Linked DNA regions of Mus musculus: region 1 is linked to region 2. A link is a contact called in public Hi-C data. All regions are on one chromosome and are shown on one strand. The core of a region is the stretch at or near the end of the contact, and the rest is flanking DNA. Distances in the headings are between cores, read along the strand shown. Region 1 overlaps Spen (spen family transcription repressor). Region 2 holds the start of Spen (spen family transcription repressor).

Region 1 (4,115 bases), core at 468-2,967, 61 kb after region 2:
GTAACTTGGAAGCCAGCCTGGCCTACAGAGTGAGTTGCAGGCCCAGAGCTTAATGAAAACCTGGCATTTTACACTTGAATCTTATTAACGGCCAGCTTTGAAATCCTTGGTGCTTCATTTGGCTTAGGAGCCACTGCTAAACACCTGCGCGTGGCCAAGTGACTACGTAAGCACTAGAGGGGGCCAGAGCTGCCTGTGTAAGAGAATTTCACTGTGCACTGCGGGCTGGCCTGGAACTTGTACAGTTGAGCCAGGTCCCACGTGCGGTCCTCCTGCCTCTGTCCCTTGAGTCCTGGGGTTGCGGGGGTGGGAGTGCAAGTGAGAAGACAGAGGAGCTAACATAATCTTTCTGATGTTTGGCAGAGAGGAACGAAGAGGGTCCTATGAGTACAGTCAAGAACGGACATACTATGAAAATGTTCGCACTCCAGGCACCTACCCTGAGGACTCCAGGAGGGACTATCCGGCTCGGGGGAGAGAGTTTTACTCGGAGTGGGAGACGTACCAAGGAGAGTATTATGACTCCCGGTACTATGATGAGCCTCGCGAATACAGAGAATATAGGAGTGATCCCTATGAGCAGGATATTCGGGAGTACAGCTATAGGCAGCGAGAACGAGAGCGAGAACGGGAGAGATTCGAATCTGACCGGGACCACGAGAGGAGACCCATAGAGCGAAGCCAGAGTCCCGTGCACTTGCGTCGTCCACAGAGCCCTGGGGTGTCTCCTGCGCATTCGGAGAGATTGCCAAGTGACTCTGAGAGGAGGCTGTACCGCCGGTCCTCGGAGCGCAGCGGCAGCTGCAGCTCAGTGTCCCCCCCACGGTACGATAAGCTGGAGAAGGCTCGGCTGGAGCGCTACACAAAAAACGAAAAGGCGGACAAAGAGCGCACTTTCGATCCCGAGCGGGTCGAGAGGGAGAGACGAATAGTTCGCAAGGAGAAGGGAGAAAAGGACAAAGCTGAGAGGCAGAAGCGGAAAGGAAAGGCTCACTCCCCTAGTTCTCAGCCTTCGGAAACCGAGCAGGAAAATGACCGAGAGCAGAGCCCCGAGAAACCGCGGGGCTCCACCAAACTCAGCAGAGACAGGGCCGACAAGGAAGGGCCAGCCAAGAACCGCCTGGAGCTCGTGCCTTGCGTGGTTCTGACCCGAGTAAAGGAAAAGGAGGGCAAGGTCATCGAGCACCCACCCCCAGAAAAGCTCAAAGCCAGGCTCGGCCGTGACACTACCAAGGCATCGGCCCTGGACCAGAAACCCCAGGCCGCTCAGGGGGAGCCTGCCAAGTCGGACCCGGCCCGAGGGAAAGCGCTGAGGGAGAAGGTCCTCCCGAGCCACGCGGAGGTGGGGGAGAAGGAGGGCAGGACTAAGCTCCGGAAACACCTCAAGGCCGAGCAGACGCCCGAGCTCAGCGCTCTGGACCTGGAGAAGCTGGAAGCCAGGAAAAGGCGCTTTGCAGATTCTGGCTTGAAAATAGAAAAGCAAAAACCAGAAATCAAGAAAACCAGCCCCGAGACAGAGGATACTCGAATACTTTTAAAGAAGCAGCCTGACACATCAAGAGATGGTGTTTTGCTGAGGGAAGGAGAGTCTGAAAGAAAGCCTGTGAGAAAAGAAATCCTTAAAAGGGAATCAAAAAAAACTAAGCTGGAAAGACTTAATTCAGCTCTCAGCCCCAAAGACTGCCAGGATCCTGCTGCTGTCTCTGCAGGGTCTGGCTCTCGGCCCAGCTCAGACGTACACGCAGGACTGGGAGAACTAACACACGGATCTGTGGAGACTCAAGAAACCCAGCCCAAAAAAGCCATCCCCTCAAAACCTCAGCCCAAACAGCTGCAGCTCCTAGAGAATCAAGGGCCTGAGAAAGAGGAAGTGAGGAAAAACTATTGCCGGCCTCGTGAGGAACCAGCGGAACACAGAGCAGGCCAGGAGAAGCCCCACGGAGGGAATGCGGAAGAGAAACTTGGCATTGACATTGATCACACGCAGAGCTACCGGAAACAGATGGAGCAGAGCCGCCGGAAGCAGCGGATGGAGATGGAGATCGCCAAGGCTGAGAAGTTTGGCAGTCCGAAGAAAGATGTAGATGACTACGAAAGGCGCAGCCTTGTCCACGAGGTGGGCAAGCCCCCTCAGGATGTCACTGATGACTCCCCGCCCAGCAAGAAGCGAAGGACGGATCACGTGGATTTCGATATCTGTACCAAAAGAGAGAGAAACTACCGAAGTTCACGCCAGATCAGCGAGGACTCAGAAAGAACCAGCTGCTCTCCGAGTGTCCGCCACGGCTCCTTCCATGACGATGATGACCCCAGGGGCTCCCCTAGGCTAGTGTCAGTAAAAGGGTCCCCTAAAGGGGATGAGAAAGGCCTCCCCTATCCTAACGCAGCAGTGAGAGACGATCCATTAAAATGCAATCCTTACGATTCTGGCAAGAGAGAACAGACAGCAGACACGGCCAAAATCAAACTGTCTGTCTTGAATTCTGAAGGGGAACCAAGCCGGTGGGACCCTCCGATGAAACAGGACCCCAGCCGGTTTGATGTCAGTTTCCCAAACAGTGTAATTAAGAGAGACAGTCTACGAAAGAGGTCTGTGCGCGATCTGGAACCTGGTGAGGTGCCCTCTGATTCTGATGAGGACGCCGAGCACAGGTCCCAGTCCCCCAGAGCTTCCAGCTTCTATGACAGCCCTCGGCTGTCTTTTTTATTGAGGGACAGAGACCAAAAACTACGTGAGCGAGATGAAAGACTCGCTAGCTCTTTAGAAAGGAATAAATTTTACTCTTTTGCACTGGATAAGACAATCACACCAGACACTAAAGCTTTGCTTGAAAGAGCCAAATCCCTCTCATCATCCCGTGAAGAAAATTGGTCTTTCCTTGACTGGGACTCGCGGTTTGCTAATTTTCGAAACAACAAAGATAAAGAAAAGGTTGACTCGGCCCCCAGGCCTATTCCGTCCTGGTACATGAAGAAGAAGAAAATCAGGACGGACTCGGAGGGGAAACTGGCTGATAAAAAGGACGAGCGCAGGGAGGAGGAGCAGGAGAGGCAGGAGTTGTTCGCCTCTCGGTTCTTACACAGCTCCATCTTTGAGCAAGACTCCAAGAGGCTGCAGCACCTTGAGAGGAAGAGCGAGGAGCCCGACCTCCCCCCCGGGGGGCTGTACGGCAGGCAGGCGTCTGAGGGTGCAAACAGCACGAGTGATTCGGTGCAGGAGCCAGTGGTCCTGTTCCACAGCAGATTCATGGAGCTGACGCGGATGCAGCAGAAGGAGAAGGAGAAGGACCAGAAGCCCAAAGAGGCTGAGAAGCAGGAAGAGCCGGAGACTCATCCCAAGACTCCAGAGCCTGCTGCAGAGACTAAAGAGCCGGAGCCGAAAGCCCCTGTTTCAGCTGGGCTTCCTGCCGTCACCGTCACCGTCGTGACACCAGAGCCAGCATCCTCCGCCCCTGAGAAGGCTGAGGAGGCAGCGGAGGCTCCTTCACCAGCAGGAGAGAAGCCTGCAGAGCCCGCTCCTGTCTCGGAAGAAACAAAGCTTGTGTCTGAGCCTGCGTCTGTACCCGTGGAGCAGCCCAGGCAGTCAGATGTACCCCCCGGAGAGGACAGCCGGGATAGCCAGGACAGCGCTGCCTTGGCACCTTCAGCTCCTCAAGAAAGCGCAGCTACTGACGCCGTCCCTTGTGTGAATGCTGAACCTCTGACTCCCGGAACCACAGTTTCCCAGGTAGAAAGCAGTGTAGACCCCAAACCTAGCAGTCCCCAGCCCCTTTCAAAACTGACTCAGAGGTCCGAGGAAGCCGAAGAGGGGAAAGTGGAGAAGCCAGACACAACTCCAAGCACTGAGCCTGACGCCACTCAGAACGCTGGGGTTGCATCAGAAGCTCAGCCCCCCGCTTCTGAAGATGTAGAAGCCAATCCTCCAGTCGCTGCAAAAGACAGGAAGACTAACAAGAGCAAGCGTTCCAAGACGTCCGTCCAGGCGGCTGCCGCCAGCGTCGTGGAGAAGCCTGTCACCAGGAAGAGCGAGAGGATAGACCGGGAAAAGCTGAAGAGGTCCAGCTCTCCTCGTGGAGAAGCACAGAAGCTGCTGGAACTAAAGATGGAGGCAGAGA
Region 2 (4,307 bases), core at 1,522-4,021:
GTGTGTGTGTGTGTGTGTGTGTGTGTGTGTGTGTGTGTGTGTGTGTGCTTTTCCTCTTTGTGTTTGTGCAGGAGAATGCAGATGCTCTTAGATGCCAGAGGCCTGGGATACCTGAAGAGTTAGACTTACAGGTGGTTGACTGTGAGCCATACACTAGTGCTGGAATCCATCTTAGATTTCTGAAAGAACAGTAAATCACTCTTTGGTGCTGAGTCATCTTTCTATCCCTGACCTAAGCTTCTTTTTTAAAAATCAGAAGATTAGATTATCTTTCTGTCAGCTCTTCTTTGTTTTGTTCTTCCCTTCTATGGAAACTTACAACGATACAGGTTCATGAAGAAATCCCCCTTAAGTATTTTGTAACACAGATGGAAACGGGAAAACAACTTCACCAGTGTTTCCTGATGTGTTGCCAGCAAAAAATGCAAAGCACTGAGAAAAAGAAACTCTCGATTTGGGGCTATGCAAAAATCCTTGCTTGTCCCTTGCCTTGTTATCCACAGCATTTGCACTAGCAATAGAAAGCAGAAAGCCCCAAGGCAGGGATTCCTCAGCCCACTCATCTCCGTGTTTTGTTGCTTCCCGATCATTTCCCAGGGTGGGTGGGTGTCACTGCATTCCTGTGGGGGCTTCTCTCCTCCTACCGTGTGTAAGGTTTGGGGTTTGGTGGCAAGCCACCTTTACCTGCTGAGTTTTCTGATGGACAGATTTTTTTTTTTTTTTTAAAGACAGGGTTGTCTCTATATAGCTATGACTGTTCTAGAGCTCACAGAGATAGTCCTGCCTCTGTCCCCTAAGTGTTAGGATTAAGGACCTTGCCACCAGGACTGGCAACAGTACTACTATTAACAAACCCTCTGGCTAATCTAGGAGGATATTTTGTAAAAAAAAAAAAATAATAAAAATATAAATATATAGTTTTAGGGTTGGAGAGATGGCTCATGCTCAGGAATTAATAGCACTGTCTGCTCTTCCAGAGGTCCTGAGTTCAGTTCCCAGCATCTAAATGGCAGTTCACAAGTGTCTATACCTCTGGTTCCAAGGGATCTGACACCCTCATACAGACACATTCAGGCAAAATGCCAATGCACATGAAATAAATTATTGTTTAAAAATCTAGTTTTAAGGAGACGAGGCAAGAAGACTGCCTGGGCTACATAGTGAGACCCAGTCTCAAAATGAAGAAGAGGGTGGGAGGGTGTCTCAATGCTTGAGGACACTATGCCTCTTGCAGGGGATCTAGGTTTGGTTGCTAGCACATGATGCTCATAACCATCCCTAACTCCAGCTTCAACTACACACACACACACACACACACACACACACACACATATCTCAAGATATATATGTATATATATATATACATATATACAGACACACACACACATATATATCAAGATATATATATATATATATATACATATATACAGACACACACACACACATATATATATCAAGATATATTATATACATATAAACTTAGGCTATATGGCAGACTAAAATGAACAAATAATAAAAAATAAACCCTAGTACTTTTTATGGAACAAAAGAAACAATTATGTGACCCCAAATATTATTGCTATTATTTATGATTTTTTTCCAATTCAAAATACTGCCTGTTCGGTTGGTGAAGTTATATGGTAGCCGAGGTCTACAGTCTCAGTCCTGAGAGGTGGGCACAAAACTAGAAGTGTGAGACTAGCCTGAGCTATATAAGACCCTTTCTCAAAAATATAAACAGTGGCTCTGGAAGACCCTTTCAAATTAAGCCAAACAAAGAAAACACTACCAAGAACTGGGAATGTAGCCTAGTGATATATTAACACACCTTGTTGGACGCGGGCGAGGTCCTTAGGTAGAACCCTAATTTGTGTGTACTGCACACTTTGTAGACCCTAAGGGCACAACGAAACAAAAAGTGTAGGCTGTACCCGAAGCACCATTTTATTTTTGTGTATGAAAAATTAAAGTATGAGTTGCTGACGGTTTTAATGAGTTAAGATTTTTTTTTTCTGTTACTCCACAGTGGCCTTTTGCGGTTTTATCTTTCTGAAAGCCGGCCTTACATGAAAGGTCAACTGCCAGTTTCAAAAGTCTGGAAGGGCCGGAGGTCTAATACTCTCTGTTTAAAAAACCAACTATTCCAAACCTTCCGAGGGGAAACAGTATGGAATGTCTGTATCCTTTCAGCTTTAATTCTTGTGTGTACTGTAATCATGAGCAAAGACATCTTGCAGAAGGTTTCGCAAGCTCCTATATAAAAAGTTGCTTAATGTTACAAGCCAATGATTCTTGGGAGGGATGGGTTTCTCTGCAGCGCTGGTCCCTTGTCTGGGCGGTGAAAAGGGTGGCCTGGTCCCGACCACTTTCCCAAGCAGGCGGGGAATCTAGGCGTCCGGAAATGGTCAGGGGCGGGCCGTAGGGCAGACAGGCATAGGGACTTTGGCCTCTAGAAACCTCTTGGCGTGGAAACTAACCGGGTTCTCTTGTGTTTCCCCAGAGCAACGCCTGACCGCAGGCAGAAGCGGCCCCATCCTCCCCCACCCCGACGCCTCCGGCGGCCGGCCTCCCGGCCTCCGGCGCGCCTGCGCACTAAGCTGACTGCGCGGGCGCCGCTTCCCGGCTCCGCATTCCTCCCCCTTCCGAGCTCCGCGCGCCTGCGCGCCGGCTGGGAGGCCCTCCGCGTCGGGGCGGGAGGACGCGCGCGCGCCCGCGGCCAGGGGGCGGTGGCCAGGCGGCGGGAGGCGGGCCGCGCGCGCCGGTGGGAAGCGTCCGGCAGCCACAGCGCCGGCTCCGTCGTAGTCGCGGCCGCCCGGGTCTCGCTCGCCCCTCCTCCCGCTCCCCCGCCCGCCGCCGCCCGCGCGCATGCGCCGCCGGAGCGCGAGGGTCGGCTTCGGGTGTTTGGTGGCGGCAGAGCGGAGCTGCGAGGCCCGAGAGTCAGAACCTGGGGGAGAGGGATGGTCTCTGCACCGGGGGGAGCCGGAGGAGCCGCCGCCGCTGCCGACGCCACCGCCGCAGCCGCCGCCGCCGCCGCCCCGGCGCCCGCCTCCCTGCGCTGACGGCCGCGTACGAAGCCGGCGAGGGGGAGCCAGCCACCGCGGTCGCCGGCACACCGCCCAGCATGGTCCGGGAAACCAGGCACCTCTGGGTGGGAAACTTACCGGAGAACGTGCGGGAAGAGAAGATCATCGAGCATTTCAAACGGTGAGTGACACGAGGCCCGGAGCCGCGCTGGCACCTCGGGCGCCTCTCCGGCCCGTTGCTGGCCACCGGCAGAGCGGCGACGCGCGGCTGGCTCCGGCGCTCTGGGCGGGCGGCTGCTGTGCGGCCACCGAAGGAGCGGGAGCGCTGGGGGGCTGCGGGATCGCCTTTTTGCGCGCCGCCTCGCAGTCCAGCGCGACTGGCCGGGGCCCCGAGCGCCCGCAGAGCCCGGGCTGTGCGGACGCCGCAGCCGCGCTTGGCATCGTGCGGCACCGGGAGGTGGCAGGCACCCGGAGCAGTGGCCGCTCTCCGGAGATTCGTGCAGCGGCGGATGCTTCAGCTCTCTGCGCGGCTGGGCGGAGCGGGCTGCCTGGCGCTCGGCGGCGGCTAAATGGGCTGCCCGTGTCCCGGAGCTCGCGGGGAAGGGAGCGCGAACGCCAAGCTTGGCGCTGCGGATGCATTCCCGCGCCGCGCTGGTGACCGAGCGTTTTTTTTTTTTGTTTTTGTTTGTTTGTTGTTTTTTTTTTTTTTACAATAGACCCTTCACCTCGAATTCGTTAGTGAAGTAGCCAAAAAGTGCAAAATTTTAGCGATTAGGTATGACTTTTCGGTTTCTCTAAATACTTTTTGCTTGTGGAAGGAAAAGAAGTAAATGCTGCTTTTCATACCCGTTGGTAGCATTTAGCGCTTATTTGCTCCCAGAAACGCGTGTCCGGGTAACTGGTAGAGGCCTCAGCATGCAACCCCACTTACAATGAGAATTTATTCATACTTTCCGCACATTGAGAAAGAACGTAGCAAATCTGCGATCGCCTGTGGAAATTCACTTCTCCTGATATCCAATACCCTGGAAGGTTCCAAGTTGGGCGTACTCTGAATTCCCACTATCCAGTCGGTGCAGGGAATATAATTAGGAGAAGGAACGTCCTCACATTAGAGTCAACCTGGGAAAATGGGTTGTGTCGCCCGGTCTAGAACCTCTTTGGTGAGGCCTGGGAAGCGTGAGCGCCTTCCTTTCTCTCTCTCTGATGGAGGGCCATTGATTCTGTTGGCCGTTGCTCTGACCGGGGGTATTAAATCTTCGCCTCCGGGGCGCGCGTGTGCGC

What was found. A called contact is a pair of places that touch in the nucleus more often than the background predicts.
Region 1: a contact with region 2 is called in a Hi-C map of forebrain, with 3 times the contacts expected there. The contact joins the enhancer-like site here to the promoter of Spen in region 2. A contact is called at or near these places in 8 of 39 promoter capture datasets (3T3-L1-derived adipocytes, the C10 cell line, the HPC-7 cell line and 5 more), 17 of 484 Hi-C or Micro-C datasets (the HPC-7 cell line, bone marrow-derived macrophages, brain and 11 more), 17 of 115 datasets of contacts at active chromatin or transcription factors (the HPC-7 cell line, VIP interneurons, bone marrow-derived macrophages and 8 more) and 4 of 9 other capture datasets (adipose tissue, bone marrow-derived macrophages, liver and 1 more).

Annotation. Positions count from the first base shown.
Region 1 is chr4:141,475,638-141,479,752 of GRCm38.p6, reverse strand. Spen (spen family transcription repressor) reads left to right here. Exons shown (of 16, transcript NM_019763.2): 12 at 364-4,115. Among named protein-coding and RNA genes, the nearest start is that of Gm42337, 29 kb to the right of the region's middle. Within about 2 kb of position 1,717, at least 120 of the 459 cell types and tissues checked have an H3K27ac peak or open chromatin away from gene starts, as enhancers often do. A contact at or near this core is called in adipose tissue, bone marrow-derived macrophages, cerebellar granule neurons and 6 more, where this site is marked.
Region 2 is chr4:141,537,061-141,541,367 of GRCm38.p6, reverse strand. Spen (spen family transcription repressor) reads left to right here and starts at 2,771. Exons shown (of 16, transcript NM_019763.2): 1 at 2,771-3,204. The coding sequence starts at 3,122. Gm4123 (predicted gene 4123) reads right to left here. Exons shown (of 2, transcript NR_166589.1): 2 at 3,951-4,307.